Linked DNA regions of Mus musculus: all the other regions are linked to region 4. The links are chromatin contacts, called in public Hi-C and promoter capture Hi-C maps. All regions are on one chromosome and are shown on one strand. The core of a region is the stretch at or near the end of the contact, and the rest is flanking DNA. Distances in the headings are between cores, read along the strand shown.

Region 1 (5,109 bases), core at 127-2,626, 280 kb before region 4:
TGATCACCTACTTAGATCAAAAAGAATAAAAATAAGCTGGTGTAGTGGTGCCGGCCTTTGGTACCAGCACTGTGAATGCTGAGGCAGGCAAGTCTCTATGAGTTCAAAGACAGCCTTTTCTACAAAACAAGTTTAAGGACAGCCAGGGCTACATAAATAGAACTAAGGTACTAATTTACATAGTCATTGTTTTGTGTTAAGCCCACTAGGACATTTAAGGCTGAGGAGATATGATGGCTTGGCTCAGAGAAATTGGGTGAATCAAACTCTCATAAGTCACTGTGGGGTAGACCTCACCCTTTGACTTTCTAGTACAACTCTTTCCCTGCAGTCCTACATTATCTCTGAGACTCTGTCCTAATCAGATACATTCGATGAGAAGGCACTATTGTATCTCATTGTAAACCTGCCAGTTGAAGTGCAGGTTCTGAAGTGAAAGGAACATGGGTAAGCAGGAATTATTCCCACACAGAAGGTCAAGGAAAAATGTTAGACCTGGTGCAACATGGTATGAGCTGAAAGGGGGTTAGAAGGACTCCTCTATTCTGGAGAAGGGTCTGAGACACACTGAAATCTTCAGCTGTCAAATGCTTTACGTGGGGCTAAGAATACACTGGCCAGGTGGGATGAGAACAGAAATGGCGGTGGGCGCATATTTGGCAGCCATCTTCCAAGACCATCAATTCTTTTTTTTTTTTTTTAAGATTTATTTATTATTATATATAAGTACACTGTAGCTGTCTTCAGACACACCAGAAGAGGGCATCAGATCTCATTGCAGATGGTTGTGAGCCACCATGTGGTTGCTGGGATTTGAACTCGGGACCTTTGGAAGAGCAGTCAGTGCTCTTAACCGCTGAGCCATCTCTCCAGCCCAAGACCATGAATTCTTTAATCCCTAAACAAGTAAAGTGGAGGACCTGTAATGTAATCAGCCTGTAATCAGACAGGAGGGATGCCTCTCAGCATTTTTATCCTCACCTTGGGAACTGGAGTGATGGGTATTATCATCCAATTCAGTGGGAAACCTAGTCTGTAGGGAGAGTTCACATAAGAACTGTGTCCTGCCTTTGGGCAGAGAAGAGGATAGCCCTGTAGGGTCAGTAGATTCAAGCCTTCAGGACTAGACACTCTCTGTCCCGCTGTTTCCCAAGTGTCTCCTGGGGAGTGATTCAAGGCCAAGGTGACAGTGGGTTTGGAGCCCAGATGAAAGGATTTCAGGGACCACAAGACAAGATCCCTGTGTGGTGGCTGCTGGAAAGAGGAGGGAGTGTGTGGGGGTCAGTGACGCAATTGCCCTGGCTCACAGGCAAGGAGGAGGAGAAGGCTCGCAGTGTGTCTCCTTATAAAGAGGACTTCACCACATGAAGCAGGGGGTGAAGGTGATCCCACTGTGAGTCACCCAGGAAGGGACGCCGTGTGCCCGGAGCCCAGAAGGGAGGAGCTGTGGATTTCCCACTCTTCCTTCTATGATCTTGTGCGTAGTCTGGGTTGTTTCAGTCCGGCCAGTTACATTGCTCCTCTCCTGCCTCTAACCACCCCCAGGGACTATTCTTGATATGTCTGGGTTTTGAATCTGTCAATTTGTTCTTGAGTTCTAGTTGTTTTGTTTTATTTTGTTTTCTACTGAAATTTGGAATCTATTGATTTCAGGAAACCCAAACCATAACTAATTGTGTTTGTCTTTGAGAAGATGGCCTGGTGGCTCTTTGCCAAGCACAGTTCTGGCTCTCAGATTGTGTTTGCTTTTCTCCTTATCTTCAGCCAAGGCAGGTATCACATCCTGGACTGGAATCTGGAAGGATTCTAGGGTGCCCTGATCCAACTGCCCCTCACTTGATGCCAGCTAGAGTCTGTCCTTTATTGAGGTTTGGGACTGTAGAGAGCTCTGGGGAGTTTCCCTGTAATCAGCCAGCCACCATCCCCACACTGCCTTGTAATAAAGCAACTCTATATTTGTTCTGTTTATAGTCTCCTCTGTAATAATGCCATAGCCCTCACTTCTCTTTCTCTTTAGGGAGATTTTCTGGGTAATAGAAAATTCTGAAATGTTAAAAGAGGAATGTAGACTCAGAAGACATTTTTATCTAGACTGTCTTCCTCTGGGAAGGTGCCCAGGAAAGGCAGGCAGTCTCTGCCTTGAGGAAGCAGCATGCTGCGGTGAGCATGCATGTGCTCACACGAGTGTGCATGTGTATGCCTATGTGTTCATAGGTATATTGTGTATGTGCTATATGCACTTGCATACATGTATTCTGTGGCCTTGAGGATGTATTATGAAGACGGGCCCTGTGGGAGAAGCTCTGGGTATGTGCTGTGGCTGGGGCAGATTTGAGGTACAGCATCCTTGTGAAGAATGTGAGTGGTGTATGAAAGGGGTGAGCACAATAATGGGCAAGTTTAGGTCCAGAATAGACTCTATCAAAGCCATCCTTCCACTCATTCTTACAATGACACCCCTTTTCTCTGTCCCCTAGCCTTTTGGGGCCAAGGTCCAGTGATTTTGCTAGTGTTCCATATTCTTCTTGCCTTTCCTCACCTCACTTGCAGCTAGTCAGAGAGAAGCCAGAGACACACTGTTGAGGAAAGAGTCTGTGTTGTGAGTTGTGTTCATGCTGTTCCTTCCCCCACAGTGGAGGCTCTGCATTCAGATTTAACCTAGATGGCCGACACTGAGAACTGTTGTTGCCAAGTTATTACTAACAATTCTGATTTTGCCCATTTCCCTCTCCACACCCCCCCAGATTCTATAAATACTTTATTATATGGCACTAATAAAACTTCAAGTATTTCTTTTTATTAGAACCACATAATATGGTAATTGTATGACAGAACACAGCTCCCGTGAGTAGCCCCCACCTTCCTAGGTGTGGCCTCTCAGCACCTCAGCTTGGGTTAGGTCCACAGGCCCCTCTGTTCCCGAGTGTTTTGAAGGGGGCTGGGTTGGTGCTTTCAGACAGAGAGCTAAGGGGTCAAGGCCTTTGAGCAAGATCGGCCTAGAGGAGTGAAGAGATACTTTCTAAGTTTTCAGAGTAGTTTGTCCTGGTGTGAGGGTAGCAAGAATTTCTTCATTTAGCATTATGTCTAGCACAGAGGCTCCTTGACCTGCTTTTCCTTTTAGTAGGACTGGCATGTGGTGTAGAAATAGGCTTTGAACTTAGACCTGGGGAGAGGGTCAAGAGTTATTTGGTTATTTTTGATTCACAGTACTACTTTTAAAAAAGCCATTCTTCTTGATGTCTCCTGGCTCAAAATATGTAGATATGAGTATCTTACATCTGTACATATATAAAACCATATACTCGTGTACACACACATACACACATGTATATGTGTATGTGTATATGTGTGTGTATATATATGTGTGTGTGTATATATATATATATATATATATATATATATATATATATATATATGATTGAATTTGTGCATTGTGCATGCTGGCAAGTTCTCTGTCACTGAAATATACCTGTAGCTATGGGTATAGAGATTCACCATTTACATTTCTTACCTCTTCAGCCTAAGAATGTCTTTCTTCTTAAACCTGTCATTCTTCCCTTTGTCTGCTAATTCAGTTTGTGTATCTTTCATTCCTGTTAATATGTGACCTGCAAAGTCCATATTTTTGTTAACTGATTGGTTCTTTCCAACATGATGACTTTGAGCCTTGCCTGCTTCTCTGCTTTAGCAATTGAATTCCGTCAGTGTATTTGTACCAGTGCTTTCCCCCTGAGTTGTATGTGATTTAGCTTCTATGTCCTCACTTGCAAAGCATGAGAATGGGGATTCTTGCCTGGGTAGCAGCTAACAGAGCCTCCAGTGCCAGGCATGTGAGGCACATGTTTAGTCTTTTCTTAATTGCCCACGTGCCCATGTTTGCATAGAGGCAAACCCCTAAACTGGCCCTACTGTCCGCCCACTGCTCCCCATGGGATGTATGGGCATATGCTTATTCCACCTTTCTGGCCTAGCCAAGGTTAATATTAGACCTTCTAGCTGGGCAGTTATTCCCGAAAGCCACAGGGCGTTGTTAATATTCATGTGACCGCAGGGACCCATCAATATTCATGAGGTATCTGCAGTCTTCCTTCAGGCTCTTAGCTTGGAGAAAACAAGAATGATTAGAGTTTCTAGAATTTAAAACTAACCCTATTTCCTAGAGTCTTTTGAGGAGGAGGCAAACCTTAAGAGTAAATGTCTGGGCCAAGAGTAAGAGAAGTTTTCATGCCAGTATCCTGAACTGGTCTGACAACTTAGTGGAGTTGTACTGGACTGCTGATGTTAATGTTATTGTCCTTACCCAGCATTTACTGAATACTACTGTGCTTAGATTTCTTGAGCACAGGCACTGGAATAGGGAATAGGAAGCTAGAATCTCGGTGTGTATGTGTCTATATGTGTTTGTGTGTACACGTGAACATACATATGCAGGTTTGTGCACATGCTCGTGTAAGTCAGAGGTCAATGTTCTCCATAGCTCTCTTATTTGAAAAAAATTTTTAAAAAGTGTGTGTGTGTGTGTGTGTGTGTGTGTGTGTGTGTGTGTGTGAATGGAGTGCATGCAATACTAAGGTATGTGTATGGAGAGCAGAGAACAGCCTTCTCTACCCTGTTTGAAGCAGGTTCTCTTGCCATTTTTCCCAGTACATGCGCTAGACTCAATGGCTTGTGATCTAATGGACATTTTTCCATAGAAATGCTGGTATTGCAGAAGTGTGCTACTGTGCCTGGCTTTACATAGCTTCTGAGGATTTACTCAGGTCTTTTTTTTTTTTAAAGATTTACTTATTTATTTTATGTATGTGAGTACACTGTAGCTGTACAGATGGTTGTGAGCCATCATGTGGTTGCTGGGAATTGAATTCAGGACCTCTGCTCGCTTTGGCCCCACTCGCTCCGGCCCAAAGATTTATGTATTGTTATGTGTAAGTACACTGTAGCTGTTTTCAGACACACCAGAAGAGGGCATCAGATCCCATTATGAATGGTTGTGAACTACCATGTGGTTGCTGGGATTTGAACTCAGGACCTTCAGAAGAGCAGCCAGTGCTCTTAACCACTGAGCCATCTCTCCAGCCCCAACCTCAGGTCTTTATCCTTGTGCTTTAT
Region 2 (4,934 bases), core at 178-2,677, 430 kb before region 4:
GTGGTGTTTTGTGTGTTCCTGCCTGGCCAAGGGAGGTGCCAATGCTGGGCTTACCATAGTCCAGGAAGAATATGAGGACTAGGGGCACACAAGAGTCTAGCTTCGTCTCCAGGACTCCCTTGGCTCAGAGTGTGGTGCTAGAAACTGGTCCCCAGCCCAGTCCCAGTACTGCCATCTTTGCATCCACCCCTGCAAGTCTCCAGAGGGCTTCCTGCCACAGAAGTGCTGCCAAGCAGAAGAACCTGTGCCAACTGTGGAGTGGGGAGGCAGGGCCTGAACCCTCAATCCCTGCAGCCTAGCCTCCCCACCCTCCAGAACCTGGAATAGCTGAGCAGCTCAGGCTGTGGCCCTTACCTCCAGTCCTCACCTCAACCTGCGCTGCAGCCTCCCTCCCCCCTGCACATCACTGGCATGTGTGCTGCTTGACCACCCCCCCTTCTGTTCACCTGCCCCCCTTCTGTTTGGCTTTGGCTTTTTGTTGGGGTGAGAGCCCTAGCTCCCAGCTCCCCTCACTATCTTTTGACACTAAGATGGAAGGTTACTAAGTTGCAGGAACAGGATGAAAATTCTTTATTACCCTCTTCAACTTTTAGGACGAGCACTTGGGAGTGTGAGGCCTTCCTGGCTGCTTCTATGTAGTCCTACCACCTGCACAGAGGGGCTGGCAGGGCAGAAGTGTGACCTCAGTTATATATACATCCCAGCTCTGCCCAGTATCCCTCACTTACCAAGAGGAGAATGGAGGGATAATGGACTCACCCTAGCCTAGGGCTTCGACATTGCATGCTGGGATCCAGCTCCTACCCTTCCTGCACTCCCTTCCCCAGTTCTGCTCAGCTCAGCTGTGGGAGGTAAACTTAAGCTGAAGGTGGCGGACTCTACTGTCGCAGGCCACAGCAGACAGGGTGGGAGCCCTGTACAGCTTGATAACCCTTAATAAAGAAGGGACTTTGATCTGGTTGTGGCATCTTTTTTTTTCCCCCACGCAGCAGTTTGGGGGGGGGGGGGGGGGTCTTAGGACTGTAAAAGAGTCCTGGCCGGGAGGCTTGGGAAACAAGTACGCCTGCAGGACCACGGGAACAGAACTAGGACTCAGAGAAGAGCTGTTTCTAGTGTGCTTCAGTAGCTTGATAATGTGTGAAGCCCTGAGTTCGTTCTTTAGCACTATAATAGAGGGAACTGAAGCAGGTTAGAGACCAGGGAGGCCTCGGTGTAATGCCTTTATAAAGGGCGGGGGTGGAGGGTGGGGAGTGCAAATTCGGACGCACTACTCTGTGGAGGTCAAAGTCTCCAGTCAGATTCAGGTTAGAGTTCCCGCCTTGGACATGTGACCCAGTCGGTTCTCAGCCCTATTTGTGTTCCTTACCCTTGGCCAATGGGAACCCTGGATAGATCTGGTGGGCGGGGCCGCTGCCGTAAAGGACCCAACATTTTTGTGCGGCGGCTCCGAGCCTTAGGGTCCCAGCTGCTAGCGAGTGGGAACCGGCAAGCACGGCGTACGTGGCTTGCGTGAGTATGCGTGGTAGCGGCGCGTGCGTGAAGAGAGTGGGCAGTGTAGCAGGTCCACGTGCGTCCCTTCCCGCGACCCAAGCGGCGTAGCTCCATGTCCCAGGACACCCTGGCATCTGCGGCCCTCTCTGAAGGGTCAGCCCGACTCTTTGTGCAGTGACCTCAAGTTCAGCCAGCAGCCACACATCGCCATGGTGACTGTGGGCAACTACTGCGAGACCGAAGGGCCGGCGGGGCCCGCTTGGACTCAGAATGGCTTGAGTCCCTGCTTCTTCTTCACGCTAGTGCCCTCGACACTCCTGACTCTGGGGGTACTGGCCTTGGTGCTGGTTCTTCCCCGCAGGCGTCGGGAGGTGCCTGCTGGCCCAGAAGAGCTGTCTTGGGCGGCTGGCCCTCGGGTGGCCCCATATGTGCTGCAGCTGTTTCTGGCCACACTTCAGATGGCACTGCCCCTGGCTGGTCTGGCTGGCCGAGTGGGCACTGCTCGGGGGGTCCGTCTGCCAGGCTACCTACTGCTGGCTTCTGTGCTGGAGAGTCTGGCCAGCGTCTGTGGCTTGTGGCTGCTCGTGGTGGAACGGAGCCAGGCACGGCAGAGTCTGGCAATGGGCGTCTGGATGAAGTTCAGGCATAGCTTGGGTCTCCTGCTCCTCTGGACTGTGACATTTGCAGCCGAGAACTTGGCCCTAGTATCTTGGAACAGCCCGCAGTGGTGGTGGGCCAGAGCAGATCTGGGCCAGCAGGTAAGGAGCCTTATGGGAAGGAGATACACTGATATTTGACAAGTACTGTGTCAGGACCAACTGGCTCCATGCTTTAGAAAAAAGAATGGAGTGTCTGGCGGTGGCTGGAAGCTGATAGCCAGCTGGTGGGGTTACCCAGCATTGGATGGGGTGTGTCTGTGCTGAGTCATTGTGGGTTTTTTTTTTTTAATTAAAAAAAAAAAAACCTGTTGCTAGGCTCCTGGTAAGCATCTGAGTGTTGTAAGAAGTAATACAATAGGTTTGGGTAGTGGTTCACACCTGTTCTGTCATTGTTTTATTTTTCTGGTTTTTCTTTCTTTTTTTCAAGGTTTATTTATTTTATGTATATGACTACACAGTAGCTGTTTTCAGACACAACAGAAGAGGTCATCAGATGGCATTACAAATGGTTGTGGGAATTGAACTTAGGACCTCTGGAAGAGCAGTCAGTGCTCTTGACCGCTGAGCCATCTCTCCAGCCCCTTCTCTCTTTCATTCTAGGTTCAATTTGGCCTGTGGGTCCTGCGTTATGTGACCTCTGGAGGGCTATTTATCTTGGGGCTCTGGGCCCCAGGACTTCGCCCCCAGTCTTATACTCTACACGTTCATGAAGAAGACCAAGATGTAGGAGGGAACCAGGTATGCCAAGTGTATACACTCCTTTAACCCCAGAGGCAGGCAGATCTCTGTTGAGGTCAAAGCCAGCCTGGTATACAAAGTGAGTTTCAGGACAGCTGAGGCTGTTACACAGAGAAAGCCTCTCTCAAAAACAAAACAACAGAACCAGGTATCCCTAGTTTTCTCAGTCAAGAGTATCTTTTGTGCAGTAGCTTTGTGCAGAACCCAGTACTTTGTGAACATTAAACATGTGTCCACCACCGAGCTACTTCCCAAGCCCCTCTGAATGCTGGGATTTATTATAATTTTGTTCCGTGTCATCATCTCTGAATGAAATGGGTGCAGCAAAGAAACTGAAATAGCCACTCCATAGGTGAAAAGGAGATTTATTTCAAACTACTAAAGCAGTCTCTCGGGGAAAGCAGAGAGAGGCATGGGGGAGAGGGTGTCCCTGGTTATATGTGACTGGGTACCTGGGAGGAAGGGAGCTTTTGAGTAGGGACTGGGAACAATGAACTTGAAAGGCTATTAGGCATCATAGTCGTGGTAATGGAAGAACCACGCGTCCCTTTTTCCCAGAGACTGACCCCTTTAAGCTTTTGAAGGAATGCTGGCTTTTGTCTCAATACCAGACTTTGGGGAAAGAAATTTCTTGGGGGACCCGATAATCCCATCTCTCGAGGTGAATCAGTTCTCATCCCAAAGTTCAGCTTGCGATCCAGTGGCTTTCCTAACTCTGAGAGGGGTCACGTGTGAGCCTTAGGGGTCACGTGTGAACTGTGGTCCTGTATATCATTCCGTGCGGATACCTGGGCAAATAAGCTCCCCTCCTGTGTGACATCCTTCTAGGGCCGCTCAACAGACCGACGATCCACCTGGAGAGACCTTGGCCGGAAGCTTCGACTGCTGAGTAGCTACTTGTGGCCTCGGGGAAGTCCATCACTACAGCTGATAGTGCTCATATGCCTGGGACTCATGGGGTTGGAACGAGCACTCAATGTGTTGGTCCCCATCTTCTATAGGGACATTGGTGAGGGGGTGGAAGGGTATGCTTGGCTTAGTGGCTGGGTTGGCCCTTACCTAGGGAGGTTACACAAAAATGGGAGGTAGGTGGTCAGAGCCTGGAGCAGTTTTGTCTTAGAGTCCTGGTTGTTGATGGTGGACCCTGATACCTTTAATCCACAGTGAACTTACTGACTGCGAAGGCTCCTTGGAGCTCCCTGGCCTGGACCGTTACCACCTATGTCTTCCTCAAGTTCCTCCAGGGGGGTGGCACTGGCAGTACAGGTATGAGGGACTCTTTCATCTTGGTTGGCATCAGTCTCGCTCATGGGAACTCCCTCACTGTCTTGTTTCTGATATTCCTTCTGCAGACCCTTTGGGTGCTTAGACCTCTAGCATCCGGGTGTTGGGACTCATTTCCCTCAGCCCCCAAGACCACATAAAACTTCCCCGGCTTCCCCAGGTTTTGTGAGCAACCTGCGAACCTTCCTATGGATCCGGGTGCAGCAGTTTACGTCCCGAGGTGTGGAGCTACGTCTCTTCTCTCACCTGCATGAACTCTCACTGCGCTGGCACCTGGGCCGGCGTACCGGGGAGGTGCTTCGGATCGTGGACCGGGGAACATCTAGTGTCACAGGACTACTCAGGTGCCACACCAGTGGAGAGTGTATATGGGAGGGGGGCCGGGAAGACACAGGCTGCTCTGCTCCTCCTACCTGGCTTTGTTTGGTCTTTTTGGCAAACAGCTACATATGAGTTTTAGCCTCTCTTGGACTGCTTAAGATTCTTTCTCAAGAAACTAAAAATGGGGGCTAGAGAGAAGGCTCCACAGGTAGGAGTTCACACTGCTTTTGCAGAGGACCTGAGTTCAGTTCCCAGCATCCCTTGCCTCAGGCAACTCACAGGCACCCACCTGTCACTCTAACTCCAGGAGATCTGGCACTGGCTTCTGGCCTTCTGAGGCCCCTCCCACACCTACAAACATGCACATAATTAAACCGGAAAGAAATGAAACTATAGATAGACCAAATCTTTTGAGTTTCATTCATTTCTCCAGAGTTTTCC
Region 3 (4,433 bases), core at 980-3,479, 290 kb after region 4:
ATATGGTTATAAAATAGCTTTTAAAGCTTTCTAAGATTAGATCTCTGCTACAAGCAAGATGGCTATTAACATTAAATATTTATGTCGTGCTCTGTCCGCACCAGAAAACTCTACTTTCTTTTATTATCTTCAATTTTCTGTAAATGTAGTTTCTGGAACTCTAGGCCTCAGGGGAAAGTTATTTTACATTCTATAATGCATTTCTTTCTCAAAAATAAGTTCTCGGAGAAATTACTATAGCAGTATTATTTCTTTCTGGTTCTTTTTTTCCTTTTTCCCTAATTTAAGAGACTATGAATGTTATGAAGCAGTAGGGAGGGAGGAAGAAATATGAAGACAAAGCAATGGTTACTCCTGTCACTCACTGTATGAAGGTGGAATCCTGAGGTGGTTCTGGAGAGCATGGCTCAGCAGTTAGTGTGCTGCTGTTCTTCCAGACAGTCTGGGTTCAATTCCCAGCACCCACATGGATTTATTGTTGTTATTTTTTATATAGGGTCTCTCTGTGTGCCTCTTTCTGTCCTGGAACTCACTCTGTAGGCCAGGCTGGGCTCTAACAGAGATCTGCCTGCCTCTAAGTGCTGGGATAGCCACCACACCCAGCCCACATGGTAGCTTAAAACTGTCCGTAGCTCCATTCTCAGGAAATCTGATTACTTTTTCTGACTTCTCCAGCACCAGGAACATAGGTGATATACCGACATTACATGCAGGAAAAACATCCATGCACATAAAATAAAAAGGTTTCAAATTAGCCAAGCAGTGGTGGTGCATGCCTTTAATCCCAGCGCTCAGGAGGCAGCGGCAGGCAGCTCTCTCTGATCTTGAGGCCAACCTGGTCTGCAGATCAAGTCCCAGGACAGCCAGGGCTACACAGTGAAACCCTATCTTGTGGGAAGGAACAAAAAAAAGCTAAGAAAAAGAGATTTCTTTTTCCCCAGTAGTATACTTGCATTCTGTTAATTTGTTCTGAACTTGTTATATGAAATAGATGTCTCTGAATCTTAAATACTAATTATCAGCCTTCCAAACCACTGTCTACTTTTTTTTTTTTAAAGATTTATTTATTTCTTACATGTAAGTACACTGTAGCTGTCTTCAGACCCTCCAGAAGAGGGAGTCAGATCTCATTACGGATGGTTGTGAGCCACCATGTGGTTGCTGGGATTTGAACTTCGAACCTTTGGAAGAGCAGTCGAGTGCTCTTACCCACTGAGCCATCTCACCAGCCCGTCTACTTTTATTTTATGGTTTTTTTTTTTTTGGGGGGGGGGGTCGGTGCTTTGTGTCTAGGCCTTGGTTTAGTTTTTAAAGACAGTCTTATTCTGTTGGCCAGACTGTGTTGCCCAGGCTGGCCTTCATTTTGCAGCACTCCTCCTGTCTTTGTCCCCCCGTGGTGTAATTACAGGTGTGCACAACTAGGTCTAGTTATCTGTTCAATCTTTCTGCTGCTGGACTTGAAACCAGGGCCTCTCACTGGCCAAGCACTCTGCCTTGTGCTGTCTCTCAGCCCGCTGCTTTCATTGTTGAAAGGTCTGATGCTTTTGTCACCTTTAGTTTGACTCATCTTCATGGTCATCTGTCAGCAGTTAGTGTTTTGCTGTTCTTCCAGACAGTCTGGATTCAATTCCCAGCACCCATATGGATTTATTGTTGTTATTTTTTTATATATAAGTATATTCTGGTCTTGATGGTCATCTGTTCTTTTCGTGTTGCTTTTATTTTGACTCTTTGAAGTTTTAGTTAAATATTTTAGAGTTTGGCATCAGTTTTAGTCTCTTTAATAACTGGGATTGGTATATCCTTTTACGTTATAAATTAGGAGGCCATGAATTCTAGCTTTTGGCAGGAGGGGTATACACTGGAGGCAAGCATTCTACATGAGCCATACCACCGTCTTTTTAAGCTTTTGTCTTGAGGTAGGGTCTTAATACTCATTAAGATTGGTCTTGAACTTTCTACTTCAGCTTTCTGAGTTGTAAAATTAGAGCCCTATCCCACATAAAGAAAAATATAATCAGTAACTTCAATTTGCAAATTGTTTAGTTTATGGCATCTATGATAGAAGCCTGTACAGAAAGAATAGATAGTTTTCTAAAGGGAGACAGTTTTTTACCCAAACTGTAGTTTAAATATAAGATTTTTGAGTTTCAAATTTTGAAGTTTGCCAGGCAGTGATGGCACACACCTTCAATCCTAGCAATCAGAGGCAAAGGCAGGCAGAGCTCTATGTTCAAGGCCGGCCTAGGCTACAGGATAAGTTCTAAGATAGTCATGGCCTTGTAGAGAAACTCTGACTTGAAAAACAAAACAAAACAAAAAGTTCTTACAGGCTTTGAAATATATTTAATCCATCAGGCAGAAGTTAGATGAAATTAGATGACATTACCCTGCGGTGATAATAACAACAACAAAAAAAAATGTTTCTAAAGAGCTAAAAGCCTTTTTAGACTCAGACTAGATGACCATGCAAATGCTTTATATGATGCTTTTGTTAGAGGGGAAATTTTTCTATTTTTCCTTTTAGTTTTCTGTAAAGAAAGTGCTTCTAAAATAAGAGAAGTAGGACCAGCAAAGTGGTTCAAAGGAGAAAGGTGCTTGCTGCCAGGTTAGGTGACTTGAGTTCAATTCTCCAGGACCCATTTGGTAGAAGGAGAGAACTGACACTGTGTGTATAAGCAAAATAAGTATAGTAAAATAAGAGAATAATCTTGAGGGCTAGAAAATGAGCTCAGTCAAGAGAATGCTTACCTAGCACGCAGGAAACCTTAAATTCAATCCCAGGCACTGCATAAACCTTACAGTGATAGGAGGACTGAAAGTTCAAAATCATCCTAGCTACATAACAAGATTGAAGCCAGCCTGGGCCACATGAGACCCTATCTTCAGAATATATAAAAATAACTAATCTTGAAATACCAGGGAGTTGGCATGTGGGAATCTAGGGCAGGAGAATTACCATGAGTCAAGGCTATATAATAAGTTAAAGGCCTGGCTGGAATACAAAGTAAAGTCTGTCAGTAACAAAGCCTGGGTGTGATGCCATGTACCTATAATCTCCACATCCGGGAAGCAGAAATAGAGGGGTCATCACAGTTCAGAACCAGCCTGGCTTGCAATGAAAGTCCTAGACAAGTCAGAGATTTATGTTAAGATCCTATAAAAAAAGATTTTCTTAAAATAATGTTGGTCACCATTATGCATAAAGGTTACTATGTAATATTTAGTCTAACAGACATTTTACCATATGATCATATATAACCTATTTTAAATGTATAACAGTCAAGTAAATAATTTAAGATTAACCAAAGATGAATAGACATACTTAAATTTTTAATTCTTTAGCCTACTGTGTGTTGTTTATTGGTGGAGGATTTTCCTAGGAGCCTCATACATACTTGATCTAAACTTCATGAATCACTGGATCCAAGATTCTTATTTATATCCTAACACCTTCCTTTCTGCATGGCAAATATTTAGTAAATGTTCCTTAAAATATGTTTAGTTTGGCCAAGTGTGTGTGTGTGTGTGTGTGTGTGTGTGTGTGTGTGTGTGTGTGTGTGTGTGCAGGAGGCTGTTTGAGACAGGTCTGGTTATGTAGTGCTGGCTGATCTGGAATGCTGTGTGTATACCAGGTTGGCCTTAGGTTTATAGAGGCCCACCCGCCTCTGCCTCCCAAGAGCTAGGCATAAAGGCTTGGCCATCATCACCCAACATGAACAAATGCATTCTGTAAGTGAAAACTTGTCTGACAGATACCTGTGTTCCACATGAACTAGCAGAGTCACTCTCTTGTGTTTTTAGGGTCCTCATCCTTCATTTGAAGCGATACAGCTTCAATGTGGCTCTCTCACTTAACAACAAGCTCGGACAGCAAGTCATCATCCCAAGATTCCTGACCCTGGCCTCCCACTGCACTGAGAGCACAAAGCCGCCGGTCACCCTTGGGTGGAGCGCACCCGTGGCAATGTAAGACACCGTGCTTTTACCTTTGCTTGTGAAATACAGTAGTTCAGAGATCGACCAAGCTAGGTAACAACTCTTAGGAAAAGAAATCAAACCCAAAAGATTTTCATTCTGTATTATTTTGGAGCTTTAATAAAGTGCTATCTGACAGAAGTAATTGGAAAAAATGCTTACAAAGTCTTCCAAATTCCTCTTGTAATATGATACTTTTTTGAGGGAGTGTTGCTACTCTTTTAGAATACCAAAAAAAAAGCCATTTGGTGTTCTTGAGAATATAAGTAAAATGTACTTTATTTCTGTGTTCTTCTCTGCAGGTTCTAGATCTGAGTAAGGTTTGGGAATCCATGTTCTTAATAAATGCCTCATCTCTTTGGAACATGCTAATTTGAGAAATCAAATGTTATACTATAGCCCACCTAAAAAAAAATTTGATTGTAAATTATGCCCAATATGAGTAACTTCACATG
Region 4 (4,843 bases), core at 1,207-3,706:
TCAGAAACCCCCTGTTTTATGCCTGAACAATCCCACTGTCTTTGGAACGTCTTGGACAAGGACTAGAGTCCAGGTTCCACCCTTGCTACCTCTTCCAACCTCCTCCCACTGCTAGCCTGAGTGCACCTCTCTCACGGGACTTTGATAATAATAATAACAACAATTTGAGTGTTTACACTGGTTGAAATGAGTTACCAGCTCTGTGGCCCACTCCCAAAGGCACATGACACAGTAGACCTGGAAAGGCCACTTCCCCCAGTATGCCTCCCCTCGCCTTTACAGATTCAGTGCAGGCTCCAATCTCACACCTCTGCCTTCTCTTCAGTGTTCCATTTTCCATGTTCTACCTAGAACCTCCTCCTCTGGAATGTCTTCCCTGACCGCATCAGAACTGGAGCATTGCGTACCATAGCACGAGACCTTTGCACCCTCCTTAGGACAGAGCTACCCTTCTGTGTGCAAATATCTTTCAGCTCATTTGATTGCTGGCCCCTGGGTGGCCAAACTATTTGGCTGGATGTGACGAAAAGTTCCTTTGGGGATCAGCCAGATCCAATTAAAGTCTATGCTGGTTGTTTGCTTGCCAAATGACCTTGGAAAGCCCTGCCTGTTTCATCTGAGTTTGTTTCCATGCCTGGATGATGGGATGAAAACATTATGTAATGGAGACTGCCAAATGGGCCTACTGTCTAGTTTTCTTTCCTTTTAGTGGTAGAATTAAATGGATTTTAACTGGAATGGCCACCTACAATAATGACTGAGATCTCCAACTCCCTGCCTCTTGAAGCCTGATAGCTAAAGTTGGCCAATTCAACGTGAGTGGAAGTGGGGGAGTAGCTTCCACTTCAGGTCTCAGGAGATGCGTGAATTCTTTTCTTTTACCCTTTCCTTTCTTCAGGCAAAAATGCTAGTGCAAGGATAGAGGCTAGAATGGCTACCTAATATCCAAGAAGGAAGATGTTTTGAATGGTTTCACAACTACCTTACCGGTTCTAAACTGTCTATAGACTTGCTGTTTGAAGTATTCTCTCTCTCTCTCTCTCTCCCTCTCTCTCTCTCTCTCTCGTGTGGGGTGTGTGTGTGTGTGTGTGTGTGTGTGTGTGTGTGTGTGTGTGATATGTAGTATGCGTATGTATTCCCAGAAGCCAGAGGAAGTTGAGTGTCCTGCTTAATCAGGCTCCATCTTAATCTTTCTTGAGACAGAGCCTCTCACTAAACCTAGTGAAACTAGGCTGGAGACCAGCAAGTCCCAGTGATCTTCCTGCTTCCACTTCCACATCCAGCTTTATATGTGGGGACTTGAACTTGGGTCCTCATGCTTACCCAGACAATGTTCTCCCCCACTGAGCCACCTCTCAAGCTCCTGGGCATCCTTACATTGGGTCTTTGTTACAGCAACCAAACGTCTATCCTAACTAATTTTTATTTGGAAATGATGCTACTTAAAACCTAATAGGAATACTAGTTTAGAGACTGACCAGCCTCTAGCAAGGAAAATACTGCACAGTGACAAGCTGTGGACCATTGTCACAAGTTCAGCAAAGACTGCCATGCCTAGACAATAGAGCACAGGCTGATGGACGCTGAGGTGGGCCCATTTGCTGTGTCTCAGAAGTTCCACTATCTGGCGACAGATCTGGTCCCAGGGACACTCATGAAAAGCAAAAGCCCCCCCCCCCCACACAGTTCTTCTCCACCCTCCTCGGAGGCCATTGCAGGTGCTTTGAAGCAGAAAAGAAAATATGTTCACTAAATCCAGCAGGAAACCCAATAGTCCATTCCTGAGTGTCCACTCAGAGGGTCGCGATGGAAGAGACTGGAATGACAAGAGGGAGGGAGGGACAGGGAGAGGAAAGCCAGAGCAGCTGGCTCAGCATTCCCCATTTGGACTCTGACTCAGGCCCTAGGAATGCCAAGGAAGGGGGTGAGGCGCATAGAAGCCAGGCTGGGTTCCCCTCTGGCACAGAGAGATGCAGAGTCAGTACTCATGGTGGGTTAGGGACTGGACTCCCGCACATCCATTCATCCCGCAGGCACAGGTCGGTTCAGGTACTGCTCCCTCTGCACGCAGGTGTGAAGCCCACTCCCTCTGCCCCATCTCTCACCTTTGGGATGACCAGCAGAGTGCCCACCGGTCTGATTCTCCTTCTCCATCTTTCATCTTTCACCTAAGAAGGGAATAGGGTGGCAGGACCCAAAATGGGATGTCTTGACATACTCTGCTCCTCTCTCGGGATCACTCACAACCCCCTTACCCTTCTCTATCCTCGAGTGTATCCTTTCTAACTCATCCCACCTAGGCTAGGGAAGTTTGCATGGAGGAGAAAGTGAAGGAAGCCAACTTTTCTCCTTAAAACTTTCAGTTCGAAGATGAGAGTTCCGCCTCCGCAGCGCCCCCAAGCTGCAGTGCGGGAACAGCTGCGGGTTAAGCGCTCCCTCCCAAGACCTGACAATCAGAGAGAACCCGATCTCTCAAGGGCCTGCCGCCAGGGACCAGCCCAGAATAGTGCCACCCTGCCGCCGCCTGTCGCGCACTTGCTAACGGACTAGAGCTGGCCGCATGGAGCCCGAGCTGGAGCACACATTGCCTGGGGTACCGGGGTCCCAGGGGGCCGGCGCTGGGACAGAGAAGGACAGCAAGCGCGTGGCTGTGTGTGGGCGCCCGTGTGTAGCCCGCGTGCTTGCTGTGCACTGTACTCTGAGTGTGTGAACTGGTCGGTGCTGTGTATGTATGTATTTTGCGTGTACGTGCCTGTGTGAGGTTCCAGGTGTACCAGGGGTGTGCAAGTTGTGCCTATCTGTATACATGTGGTGTTTGGGGTGGGTGTGCTTTTTAAAGGGGACAACCCAGAGACTTGAGAACGGATAGCATTTTCACTTCAGACATTCTCTCCCAAAGACCCTGACCTGGAGCCACAGTGGGGGTCCAGAGAGTCAAGGTGGGTGGAGTATCGCTCCCTGTGGGTCTAGCCTTTTCTCTTTAGCTCCCTTGTCCTCCGTCTTTTTGAACCCCAGTCCTTAACCCCTAGCTTGGCTTTTTTCAGGAGAAATTCTTTCTCCTCTCAGCTTTCTCCCTCTTCTTTTTCCCAATGTGTCCCCCACCTCCCCTTTCCTCTTTGCTGAAGATCTGAACCCCACCTTACCACTTTCCAGCTGTGAAATTTGTGGTAAATTGCTTAACCTCTCAGAGTTTCCGGTCCCTCGAGGCTAAATAGGAATGCTATTCCCATTTACAATACGTATCTTGGAAAATTCCAATGAATAGAAAACAAGAAATATTTGGGGAGGGGGGCTTTGAAAGCTTCCAAGAGGCTCAGTAATGACATGGGACTTGGTTTTGTTGTATCATTTCCTACTAGTCAAAGAGATTCCTTTCCTCCTTCCAGAGATGGACTTCTTAGAACAAGGAGAAAACTCATGGCCCTCACCAGCTGTGGCCACCAGCTCAGAAAGAACCTGTGCCATACGGGGAGTCAAGGCTTCCAGATGGACGAGACAGGAGGCCGTAGAGGAAGCAGAACCACCAGGTTTGGGAGAAGGTGAGGCCAAGGTCAGTTATGGTGACAGGGTCAGCAGGAATTCCAGAGCAGAGCTTGACCTCGGGCCTCTCCATCACACGGACTTAAACACAGTCTCACCTTGTGGCCTCTGCCTCCCTAAACGAGAGGCAATAACTATGTGATGACCCAGGGTCCCAGTGCAGCCACCTTGGGATGGAACAGAGTTGCTGTCAGCTAGGACTCTGAGACTCTTTACCATCCCGGTGCCCCCTGTGCTGCCAAACCCTGAAAGCCCAGATAGCATGCTTTGGAAGATGAAGTTACTGTCGTCCCTGCCTTCTTCCCCCAACAGGTGCCCAGTCCAGACCAGCTGCTGAGTCCACCAGGCAGGAGGCCACATTCCCGAAGGCCACACCCTTGGCTCAAGCTGTTCCCTTGGCTGAAGCGGAGACCTCCCCCACAGGGTGGGACCTGCTCTTGCCCGACTGTGCAGCCTCAGCAGGGGGCTCCAGCACAGGTGACCTGGAGCTGACCATAGAGTTCCCAGCCCCAGAGGCCTGGGACTGTGAGCTGGAAGGCCTGGGGAAGGACAGGCCTCGTCCTGGTCCATCCCCACAGGCCCCACTTCTCGGCCTGAGTTGGGATGACGAACTTCAGAAGCCCGGAGCCCAGGTCTACATGCACTTCATGCAGGAACACACCTGTTATGATGCCATGGCTACCAGCTCCAAATTGGTCATCTTTGACACCACGTTGGAGGTAAGATCCCGGCTTGACCCTACCTGATCACGTGGCTCTGCCTCCTGCCTCTGTCGCTACCACCCATACTCTCCTGGATGCCTTGTCAGGTTGTCTGAAAGTCCCTTTCTAGGACTCCTTCTTAGCATCATACACACAGTACTAAGAGAGCATGCTGTGTGGGGATCCCCTAATTGCCATCACATCTCTGTCACCATGAACCTGCTAAACCCGGGGTTGGCCACTTTATCCCCTTCATCTCCAAAATGGGGATCAGAAGCTTGCTCCCCTTGTTTCAAAGGAGTCTTGGGACAACCCAGGACAAAGTAAGAATACTGTTAACCCTATAAGACATTGCAGAGTTGCTGAGGAGCAAGAGGAGGGTGCTAGCTATGGTAACTACTCTTAGGCTAGACTAGACTGATTCCATCCTTAGCATTGTTATTGCAGAGCAGATGATGTTCAAGGCATGGTGCATACATATGTCATCCACAGACAATCTGGCTCTGGTGTTTAACCAAGAAATATATTATTGCAATAGCTTTGCTTAAATCTTGATGTATGTCAAAGACTTGAATACAGTGGTACATATCTGTAATACCAGC
Region 5 (5,003 bases), core at 864-3,363, 380 kb before region 4:
CTGAGAACCATGATGAGAGCTGCTGAGGACCAGGAAGCTCCCTGTCACAGCCAAGAATTGCTGGGTCCTCTAACCTTGTCCCTTTGTCTTCCAACCGTAGCATCCTGCTCCAAGGCTTCCCACTCTGCCTTTTTGGGTGTTCTCTTCACAGGCCTCTCTGGTTACCACTGCTTTGTATCTGGGTTTTTCACGCTTTTATAGAATTGAGGTTTCAATAAACAGTTTCTGTTGCATGGCCTGGCCTTTTCCTTCTGTAGCATTCTTTGTTGATCTCCTATCCCTCCTCTGCCTCCCAGGTCAGATGCACAGCCCTGTAATCACTATGTAGGCGTTTGCTCTGAGCTGCTTTAGAACTTCCTAATAGTTAGTGGTTCCTGTTTCAAGCTTTCCTGCATCCCTGCTGCTACTTCTTGGGGGCCCTGAAATTGCTGGATGTGACCTGCCATGGGGTACAAGTGGTGACTTTCCCAGGCCTGGGAAAGCCCTGTCTGTGTCATATATCCTGGGTGGGTACCAGCCTTGTGGATCCTTATGGTTCAAACCACACATCCAGTTGAGCTGGAATCCAAGCTCTGTTGACCTCTTCAGCAAGGTGACTTACGGAAGGAGCTGGTGCTGAAGAACCAGAGCTGAGTCATCACTGGAAGAACCATCTTTGGTGTATGTGGACCTGTCGCCGGCTGCTAAAGATCACCTAGGGAGTGTGGGGGCTGGGAATAAAGGTCTGTGGACTGGTGGAGCTGCAGCCCCCAAGGGGTCGTTGTAGAAATGTACTGACCTTTTGTCATAACCTTTGAGGTTTCTCCTGGCTTTTTTTTTTTTTCCCCCAGCCTGAGTGGGATGCTTAGATATCCTAAAGGGCTTAAAACCTCCTTTACTATGAACAATTCCCAAGACATCATCACATATATGAAAATCTGAGCCTGGAGGACCTGCTTTTGGAAATGGTCTCATGAGGTTTAGGCTAATCTGGTACTTGCAACTTGCTATCTGGTTACATCTGCCTTCAGAACGGCAGGATACAGGCATGTGCCACCAACCCTACCCAATCCTAATGTTATATTTTAAGTGTAAACACTTTTGTGCATTAAGAAAGAAAAAAGAAACCTGAGGCCTCAACCCAACACAAAGGTACCTAAGGAGTGCTTCGAGTGGGAGGGTTTGCCTTCCCCAGAGATAGCATCCTGATTGATCATCCGATATCAGATGGTCAGCTCTGAAACCATACATAGGAATAACTATACAAGCTGACAGGTTACATTTAGAAACATGTACATGTATATGTTCATGTAATAATGAAAAAGGCAATGAGTTTGAAAAATGAGATGGAGGGGCATACGGGAGGGTTTTTGAGGGAGGGAAGGGAAGGGAGAAATAATGTAATGATAATCTCAAAAATAATAGCCTCAGTTTGCAGGGAAATATAAAGTAAATAAATATACTTTGTTCAATGTTTTTCCAGAAGTTCACTCACTAGTATAGCAAACCAGGTCCACCAATGGCTATGACATCTGAGTTACCAGTAAAGTGTCATTATCGGCTGGCAATGTAGCTGTCACATCCACAGCATCCTATTTATGGGTGTGGGCAGCAGACCGTTCCATTGTCTTCTGATTTGTGCCCATTCACATTTTGTAATACACATTGCTGTCAAGTGCTCTTGCCTTACACCGAGTTCGTTATCTACGGTGGTCATTGTCATAAGGGATGAGGGCGTTCTACACACAGGTTTTGTTTTGAACTGACCTGGGGCATGTCTTGTTTGGCTGAAAAATATGTACCTAACTGAAGCGATGTTCAGTGTTGATGACAAGAGGTAGCTTGCACAATCTCCTCAGACTGTTTTGATAGATGTTCCCTAACCCTCATCTCCAGAGCCTGGTCTAGAAGCAGTGGATATAGATGAACATTCTTGAGGGAGGGGTCCAGGACTCAGCTGCTAGGTTAATGGCTGATGGAATTTGCACAAGAGCTGGGCAAAGGTGAAAGAGCCACGTCCTGCTCCCAAACCCTTATCCCTTCTCTCCGCTTCATTGACACCCCCGACTCCCCACCCACGTAGGCAGCTTACTCCACCCAAACTCTTGATCTCTTACTCCTTATTCAACTAGCCTGGGGCAGCCAAGACGCAATCAAGTCAGGGCAGCATGAGCCGATCACCTCTCCATCCCATTCCACTTCTATCTGAGGGCTACCAGGATACCCCTGCTCCCCTGCCACCACTGCTACCCCCTCTCCAGAATCCCTCCTCCCGTTCTTGGGCCTCTCGGGTGTGTGGGCCTTCCACCTGGGGGCTCAGCTGTCTTCTGGCTCTACAGGTAGGAGGTGGAGGCGGTAGGAGTTGGCACTATCTGAAGTGGCTATTTGGAGGGAGTTAGTGAGTCATGAGAAACCTACACATAGGTATTTCGAAAGCTCCTCCCTCTCCATTCCTCTATCTCCAGCATTTCCTGGTCTTGGCATCTTTGCTCTGGGCCTCCCACCTGCTGCTGCTTCATGGTCTTCCCCCAGGAGGGCTCTCATACCCACCCGCTCAGCTCCTGGCTTCCAGTTTCTTTTCATGTGGCCTGTCTACGGTCCTGCAGACTTGGATGGGCAGCAGGTGAGGGGAACTCCGTTGAGAGAGGGTGTAGTCTCTCAGGAAGAGATTTAGGGCAATCCTGTTGACTGCCACATGTTTCCAAACCTGCTGGGGCTGCTGTCCCTACAGGCTACCTCTAATCCAGGCTCCGTCCCTAGAGTTTCTTATCCCCGCACTGGTGCTGACAAACCAGAAGCTACCTCTGACGACCAAGACACCTGGAAATGGTTAGTACAAAGCAAAGGTGGGCTAGTGGCAGAGGTACACGGGGGCTGGAGGTTGGGTGGTCCTGGGCATTGTAGAGATTTTGGGGTTATGCCAGGCATCAGCTAGGACAGGAGAACACAGAGCCTCTGTTCCATCTACATCTTCTTTCTGTACCCCAAACTTCCAGCCTCCCTCTCACTGCCCCTGTGTAGTTTGACAAGAAGCTGCCATGGCCTGGAGCTCTGGAACACTTCTCTCCGAGAGGTGAGTGCCTGGGAGAAGACAGCAGAAGGACTGGATGGCCCCAGCCTGGAGAGGCTCTTGTTCCCATCATTAGATACTGATGCTAAGGGGAGGAGTTAGGCAGGGGCTTATCCTCGGAGATAGTTGATTGAGTGGAATTTCTTCATCTGTCCTCCTCTCTACTCCCTTAGGTGTCGGGGGCAGTGGTGGTGTCCGGGCTGCTGCAGGGCACTATAGGACTTCTAGGGGTGCCTGGCCGTGTGTTCCCCTACTGTGGGCCACTGGTGCTGGCTCCCAGCCTGGTTGTGGCAGGGCTTTCTGCCCACAAGGAGGTGGCCCAGTTCTGTTCTGCTCACTGGGGCCTGGCCTTGCTGTACGTGAGTCCTGAGAGGGGTGGGTGGTAGCCCAGTAGGTGTAGAGACTGAGGGAGGGCAGAGCTGCTCAGATTCCAGAGCCACCTGAGCAGGGATGACAGTTTTTGGATTTGGAATCCAAGGCTTTCCCTTAATTTATTCAGTCTCGCTGATATTCATAGTCACGTGGTATGATACCTCAGGGTACCTCCCTACCCCTTCCATGAGGCATTTCTGCCCTGGGACCTCCTTTTATGATATTCTGCACACTCACATGGTCATCATTCAGGAATCTGATGCTTCTGACCTGCAACTCTGATACTTCTGACTCCCTTCTCTTTCCTAGGCTCATCCTGCTCATGGTGGTATGCTCTCAGCACCTGGGTTCATGCCAGATACCCCTTTGCTCCTGGAGGCCATCTTCAACTTCAACTCACATTTGTATTCCCGTCTTCCGACTCCTTTCGGTAGGTAGGTGGGACTCTGGGCATAGTGATGTGCATGGCCAGGTGAGGTACATACTGGGAAGGTGGAGGCAGGAAAATTCAGGAGTTCAAGTTCTGCTACTTAGAAAGTTTCAGCCGGGGCTGGAAAGATGGCTCAGTGGTTAAGAGCACCGACTGTTCTTCCAAAGGTCCTGAGTTCAAATCCCAGAAACCACACGGTGGCTAACAACCATCCATAATGAGATCTGACGCCCTCTTCTGGTGCATCTGAAGACAGCTAGAGTGTACCTAGATATAATAATAAATAAATCTTAAAAAAAAAAAAAGAAAAGAAAGTTTCAGCCCATTGTGGGATACGTGAACAACAAAAAACACAAAGATATTGATGCTCTTCTAGGTGCTTGCCCCTGTGGCCTGTGTGTGGTTCATCTCTGCCTTTGTGGGTACGAGTGTTATCCCTCTGCAGCTGTCTGAGCCCTCGGATGCACCTTGGTTTTGGCTGCCACACCCAGGTAGGCTTTCTTTCTCCCATGCTCCGCTTCTCTTGCTCAAATTGAGTCAAGATTTAATAGACTTCAGCCAGATGAGGTGGCACACATCTGTAATTCCAGTACTTGGGAAGTAGAGGCAGGGGGATCCGAAATTCAAAGTTGTCCTCAATTACATATGAAGTTGAAGGCTGGCCTGGGCTATGTGAGACCCTGACCCCCCAAAAAAATCCCACGGAAAGATTTAATGGAACTCACTTCTCATTTCATATCAGGGTCCCCCCAACACACACTGCAGGTGTATTGCTTGGGTCAGTGTTGGGAAGCCAACATGTATATTTCTCTCCACCCCATTGATTACTCCCGACAGTCCTGACCAATTAACAAGTTTAGATTATCAGGCCCTGTGGACATTTCTGTTGGTGAACTGTAGTTACAGCCTTGGAGTCAGTGTGTATGAAACTTTGTCACTCATGTTTATTCATCATGGTGGTGGGGGTCTATCAACTCAGGAGCTTGTGAATACTCAGCAAGTGCTTTACATGGAGCTCTCGACCCCAGCCCTATAGTTAACAGCTTAATGACGGCCCGCTGAGACCTGATTAGGTCCTGAACATATGGCAGGCGTAGTGAGACATACAGGTGTAATAATAACTGCTCCATGGAACTGACATTGGGGCATACA
Region 6 (4,969 bases), core at 704-3,203, 340 kb after region 4:
TAGCCATGTTGGTCAGAGCAGATACCTCTCCTTCACCCTAGAAGGATCTCCTCAGCTCTCCTGTCTCCCCTAAACTTCAGGGAGGGTTAGAGGGCTCTCATTCTTTAGCTTGCCAGCAAGGACCCTGGGCTGGATGTGTCCCTCAACTTGAACTCATTGGCTCACCCCTGGTCCCCTTTCTACAGCCCTATCCCTGGGGGACACTTGTCACCCAGAGAACCAAAAGTCAGCTACATGTTCAGAATCTTGGATGCCTCCCCCTCCTGTCCTTCTGTTCCAACTGTCTGTCCACCAACATTCTTCCAACCCTCTCTTCTGCCTTCTAGAACAGTAGTCTGACTGCTGCCTTTACACCCAGGCTGCTTCTGCCTTGGCTTTCCCACTTCCTTCATATTCTTCCAGACTCAATCGGGACACACTTCCTCCAGGAAGCCTTCCCAGAATTTTTGGGCTGGCAAGGAGTACTTTCTCAGGGTCCCACTGTGTCCCAGACTGAAACCTTTCTCGTCTCTGACCAGTGATAAAAAGGCCTATTTATATATAAGTCTGAAGTCCCCAAACTCTACCACCTAGACAGACACAGCCTAGAGAGATGAGAGATGAGAGGTTTGGGTTTGGGTTTGGGTTTTGTTTTGTTTTGTTTTGTTTTGTTTTTCTGGTTTTTCAAAACAGGGTTTCTCTGTGTAGCCCTGGCTGTCCTGGAACTCACTCTATAGACCAGGCTGGCCTTGAACTCAGAAATCTGCCTGCTTCTGCCTCCCAAGTGCTGGGATTAAAGGCGTGTGCCACCACTGCTGGGCTTTCATTTTTTTCTTAAAGACAAAGTCTCGCTCTATAGCTCAGGCTGGCCTCAAACATATAGCAATCCTCCTGCTTCAGCCTCCCAAGTGCTCAGATTATACACACTACACACATGAACATCACTCATGCTTGTAGCTACCAACTCACAGCCCATAGTAGCTAGCACTCATACTGGCATTGTGAACTAGGGAACGGAACCTGTGGGCCTTTGGGGGGGTTTAAGTTCTTCTTCTCCCCAGCTACCTATCCTTGCATATCTACTGTCTTGTTGTTCTTGGGGTACAACTGTAGAGAATCCTGGGCGCTGCCGTGGGTTTTAGTTCCAGCTTTTAACTGGACAGGAATGTAGTAACACCATAGACTAGGTCATGCCCTATACAAAGGATACCCTCCTGCTAACCAAGACCTGGAAGCCCCCAGAGGCAGATTCTCCCAACCTCAAGTGACAGGGGGATTTCTGAGCAGATAACCTTGGTCTGAGTGAGTCCCAAACTTCTGGGCAGGTTTGGCTTTCACTGCCCACTCTGATATAAAATAGATCATGGTAACCGAAAAATGGAGGGGCCATTTCTAGGAAAGGGGTGATGTCCAGGCCTAATAGGGCCTAGGACACAGCTCCTGACTCTCCCCCTCTCTCCTGGTGGCTGCAGCTTACATCCCAGGATACATGTGCCAAGGATACGACCTCCCAGGAGTGTCAGGGGAATGGTGACACAAAGAAACCATTTCAGATGTGTAAGACATGAACACAGAAATGAGCAGCCAGAGAGAAGTAGTAAATACAGGCACGGAGTCCAAGTCTCAGGACTGTCCTGATTTTAATTGTAGAAATCTGAGTCCCAGGAGCCACCTTGGTCCCAGGGAATCTACACAGATGAAGCGAAGGTGACTTACAGGAAAGGGGGTCTGTGAACTTCCTTCATTGAAGGCCCAAGACAGCCTGCTGGCTTCTTGCTTCTTTCAGAGTTTCAGAGCACCTTACCTCACCCCCAAACTTATACCAAGGTGCTACAGAAAGCACAGGCTGCCAGAGAGAAGCAAGGACCCTGTCCCCTCCAACCACCTGTGGTCACCATGTGTCCCCACCCAATTGCCTTACCTGTCTGGAAGAGGCAGCCACCACCTGGGAGATCTTAGGAAGTTGTGGCAAGCTGGCTGCAGGAGACCGAACGACCTTTGTCCTCACCACCACCCCCCCCCCAGGAACTTCCTTCACCATATAAGGGAAGATAGGGCCCCAGAGAGAATGGATGGGGGGGTGGGGAAGTAGGTGCCCAGGTCCCTGGGAACCTAGAGCCCAGCAACAGCCTGACAGCCTGAGCTGCCGTGTGCCCCGCCCTTGGCTCTGCAGCTTCAGGGATGGGGTGCACTTCCGGCTAGGACCTGGGCTCTACCTGCAGGTAGGCAACCCCCACCAGGGCTGGCCACCCTCCAGCCCTAGAGAAGTGGCACGGGAGTCGGGGGTGGGGTGTGGCGGGGCGAGGGGGCACTGGATGGGGATGGAGTAGGACTCCTGGGGTCTTGTAGCTGGAACTCAGCACCCAAGGCCAGAGTTCACACTTGGGGTTCCCTTGGGACAGACAGGTGGGGCTCCTGGCACCCCTGCAGATCTCTCCTACTCAGCATGACCCTCGCTCAGTGGGCACAAGGGCCTTTCCCTTCTTCCTCCTTTCTGAGTGAGCCACGACCTCCACTTTTATGAGCTGCCATAAACCTGTGCCTTTGAACCCTGTTCTGCCGCCTGCCTTCTCCTCGGAACAAGGGCCTCCACCTCCCTGCCCTGGACCTGGGGATCTGCCTTGCTGCCCTCTGCTGTAGGTCTCTGGAAACCATGGCCTGCTTCCCCCTCCCTGCCTCTGCCCCCTGTAGATCTTCTGCCACCTTGGAATCGTGGTCTCCTTTAGGAGGGAAAGATGAAGATCGTGTTTGAGGGCAGCCTCTTCTTGACCTTCCCAAGAGCTCTGGAGACTGAATGTGTGTGTGTGTGTGTGTGTGTGTGTGTGTGTGTGTGTGTGTGTGTGCGCGCGCGCGTGCGCGTGCTCATAGTCAGCAAGGACAGTAAACATACTGCAGGTGCTGTTTTGTTCAGAAATAATGTAGCACCCGTTCTTGTGAATGAAAAGGGGCGTCTGTCCACCCAGTTGCAAGCCAAGCGGAAAGGAAAAACTCCAGGATAGATAATCACCCGTGAGTCACTGCTCATAATCTCTTTTGAGGTGTCTCAGATCCCTCTTCATTTTTTTAAAAAAAGATTTATTTATTAGTATATCTAAGTACACTGTAGCTCTGCAGCTGTCTTCAGATGCACCAGAAGAGGGTGTCAGATCTCATTATGGATGGTTGTGAGCCACCATGTGGTTGCTAGGATTTGAACTCAGGACCTTCCTTCGGAAGAGCAGTCAGTGCTCTTAACCGCTGAGCCATCTCTCCAGCCCCAGATCCCTCTTCAGTGTGTGCGTTGTACATGTCTTCAACCAGCATGTGTAAGCACAATGTTTACCAACACATGCACCTTTTAAGTTTCCTTATTTATTTATGTGTGTATGGGTGTTTTGCCTGCATGTATGTCTGTGTACTATGTATGTGGTGCCTGTGGAGGCCAGAAGAGGGTGTGGAACCCTCTGGAACTGGATTTACAGATGGCTGTGAGCCACCATATGAGTCCTGGGAACTGAATCTAGGTCCTCTGCAAGAGCAGCAAGTGCTCCTGGAAGCTGAGCCATCTCTCCCTCCCAACATATACCTTCTAAAAGAATTTACTAATTATTATTATCATTGTAACTATTATGTGAAGTTGTATGTGAAGCTCAGAGAACAACTTTCAGGAGTGGGTTCTCGCCTGCCTCTGTGGGTTCCAGGACTAGACTCAAGTCTTCATTTTTCTATCTTCTCACAGCACATGCTAAGGACAGCAAAGGTCACGCTAACCAATAGCTCAGGACTATATTCAAACTCTATCCAACTATTGTCATTGTTAAGTGTTTGCCCTTAAACTGTATCCACTAGTCGTGTGGGTACGGGCTCAGTGATGCTACAGCGCAGCACACACTTGGTAAGTGCAAGATCCACTCAGTTCCCACATTACACAAAAGGTTAAGAGTCTCTAAAAGCAGGGTTGGAGGGGTGGCTCAGAAGTTAAGAGCACTGGCTGCTTCTCTAGGGACACCTGGGTTCAATTTCCAGCATCTGTAACGGCAGCGTGATCACAACTGTCTTTAACTCCAGCTCCAAGGGATCTGACACCCTTGCACGGACATACACGCAGGTAAGACACCAGTGCACATAAAGAAAAAACAAAAAAAACAGGGCCAAGCTCTGCACCCCAGCTGGCCTGTGTGTATAATTCCTACACCTCAGCCTCTCAAGTGCTGGGATTAAAGGCGTGTGCCACCACACCCGGCTGAGAATATATATTTTTAAAAAACTAAAGATTACCTTAGGCCTAGAGAGCTGGTCCCATGGTTAAGGCCACTGGCTGCTCTTGCAGAGAACCCAGCCTTGGCTCCCAGTCCCACATAACAACTTACAACGCTCGGTGACTTCACTTGCTGGGGATCTGCAATGATTTTGAGGGTAGCAGCCACATGCATGACTCCTATACATACGTATACATGCCTACCTCATGCACACAAAATAAGTAAATATAAAACAAATGGTTTCAAACCGTTGGAGAAGTAGCCCAGTTAGTAAACCATGTGCCTGAAATGTGAAAAGCCCTGGATGGTGTCCTCAGCACACAAATAAATACCCACATTTCTAATTTCTGGTTCTGACAAATGTCAACCAGATGGGAAAGCAGAAACGAGTGTAACAGCCATCTGTGGACTAGGGAGTTAGCACATTTGACACGTGTATGTGATAAGTGCAAAGATATTGTGAAGGTAGCTTTCACTAAATATCACTCTTCTGCAGCCAGTGCTCGCTACGCTGAGGACGAGCGAGCACTTTCTGTTCTGTGGTTTGAAAGTGATCTTCAAACCTGAACGCCTGTGCCAGTGTTTATAAGTGTTTATAAGTGCCAGTGTTTATAAGGCCGTCACGTCTTCAGTCCAGAGTCCCAGTTCCACTTCTCTTGGGCCTTATCAGCCTTTTCATATGGAATCAAATCGAGAATAGGCATCGCCTCAGCACTTTTTAATCTAGGACAGTCCCATCCCCTTTCCCCATG

What was found. Promoter capture Hi-C pulls out the DNA fragments that hold promoters and counts their contacts. Hi-C and Micro-C count contacts between places; a contact is called where the count stands out from the background.
Region 1: a Hi-C map of liver shows a contact between it and region 4, with 2.3 times the contacts expected there. The contact joins the enhancer-like site here to the promoter of Prkag3 in region 4. A contact is called at or near these places in 3 of 39 promoter capture datasets (cranial neural crest, hippocampal neurons and pre-B cells), 1 of 15 datasets of contacts at CTCF or cohesin (embryonic stem cells), 13 of 484 Hi-C or Micro-C datasets (the N1E-115 cell line, cortical neurons, embryonic stem cells and 3 more) and 1 of 115 datasets of contacts at active chromatin or transcription factors (embryonic stem cells).
Region 2: a promoter capture Hi-C map of liver shows a contact between it and region 4, with 2.6 times the contacts expected there. The contact joins the promoter of Abcb6 here to the promoter of Prkag3 in region 4. A contact is called at or near these places in 3 of 39 promoter capture datasets (the C10 cell line, embryonic stem cells and liver).
Region 3: a contact with region 4 is called in a Hi-C map of the Ba/F3 cell line, with 4 times the contacts expected there. The contact joins the enhancer-like site here to the promoter of Prkag3 in region 4. A contact is called at or near these places in 10 of 39 promoter capture datasets (the 3T3-L1 cell line, 3T3-L1-derived adipocytes, the C10 cell line and 7 more), 3 of 15 datasets of contacts at CTCF or cohesin (the NIH/3T3 cell line, embryonic stem cells and pro-B cells), 64 of 484 Hi-C or Micro-C datasets (the 63-12 cell line, the AML12 cell line, B cells and 37 more), 3 of 115 datasets of contacts at active chromatin or transcription factors (the HPC-7 cell line, astrocytes and bone marrow-derived dendritic cells) and 1 of 9 other capture datasets (adipose tissue).
Region 5: a contact with region 4 is called in a promoter capture Hi-C map of liver, with 2.3 times the contacts expected there. The contact joins the promoter of Slc23a3 here to the promoter of Prkag3 in region 4. A contact is called at or near these places in 3 of 39 promoter capture datasets (embryonic stem cells, hippocampal neurons and liver), 1 of 115 datasets of contacts at active chromatin or transcription factors (pancreatic cancer cells) and 1 of 9 other capture datasets (embryonic stem cells).
Region 6: a promoter capture Hi-C map of liver shows a contact between it and region 4, with 1.9 times the contacts expected there. The contact joins the promoter of Vil1 here to the promoter of Prkag3 in region 4. A contact is called at or near these places in 5 of 39 promoter capture datasets (cranial neural crest, embryonic stem cells, liver and 1 more) and 1 of 484 Hi-C or Micro-C datasets (embryonic stem cells).

The regions. Positions count from the first base shown.
Region 1 is chr1:75,021,263-75,026,371 of GRCm38.p6, reverse strand. All of the region lies in intron 6 of Nhej1 (non-homologous end joining factor 1), which reads left to right. Among named protein-coding and RNA genes, the nearest start is that of Ihh, 72 kb to the right of the region's middle. Within about 2 kb of position 1,376, at least 50 of the 459 cell types and tissues checked have an H3K27ac peak or open chromatin away from gene starts, as enhancers often do. A contact at or near this core is called in the N1E-115 cell line and liver, where this site is marked.
Region 2 is chr1:75,176,885-75,181,818 of GRCm38.p6, reverse strand. Abcb6 (ATP-binding cassette, sub-family B (MDR/TAP), member 6) reads left to right here and starts at 1,427. Exons shown (of 19, transcript NM_023732.3): 1 at 1,427-2,249; 2 at 2,751-2,888; 3 at 3,717-3,897; 4 at 4,053-4,154; 5 at 4,333-4,516. The coding sequence starts at 1,701. Atg9a (autophagy related 9A) reads left to right here. Exons shown (of 16, transcript NM_001288612.1): 16 at 1-958.
Region 3 is chr1:74,461,102-74,465,534 of GRCm38.p6, reverse strand. Usp37 (ubiquitin specific peptidase 37) reads left to right here. Exons shown (of 24, transcript NM_001310662.1): 16 at 3,805-3,969. Among named protein-coding and RNA genes, the nearest start is that of Usp37, 43 kb to the left of the region's middle. Within about 2 kb of position 2,229, at least 1 of the 459 cell types and tissues checked has an H3K27ac peak or open chromatin away from gene starts, as enhancers often do.
Region 4 is chr1:74,746,568-74,751,410 of GRCm38.p6, reverse strand. Prkag3 (protein kinase, AMP-activated, gamma 3 non-catalytic subunit) reads left to right here and starts at 2,456. Exons shown (of 14, transcript NM_153744.3): 1 at 2,456-2,593; 2 at 2,900-2,939; 3 at 3,387-3,539; 4 at 3,853-4,259. The coding sequence starts at 2,561.
Region 5 is chr1:75,131,000-75,136,002 of GRCm38.p6, reverse strand. It overlaps Slc23a3 (solute carrier family 23 (nucleobase transporters), member 3), which reads left to right and starts at 2,113. Exons shown (of 12, transcript NM_194333.3): 1 at 2,113-2,318; 2 at 2,445-2,602; 3 at 2,711-2,808; 4 at 2,976-3,052; 5 at 3,223-3,404; 6 at 3,731-3,851; 7 at 4,228-4,342. The coding sequence starts at 2,148. Cnppd1 (cyclin Pas1/PHO80 domain containing 1) reads left to right here. Exons shown (of 10, transcript NM_026977.3): 10 at 1-241.
Region 6 is chr1:74,406,368-74,411,336 of GRCm38.p6, reverse strand. It overlaps Vil1 (villin 1), which reads right to left and starts at 1,953. Exons shown (of 20, transcript NM_009509.2): 1 at 1,901-1,953.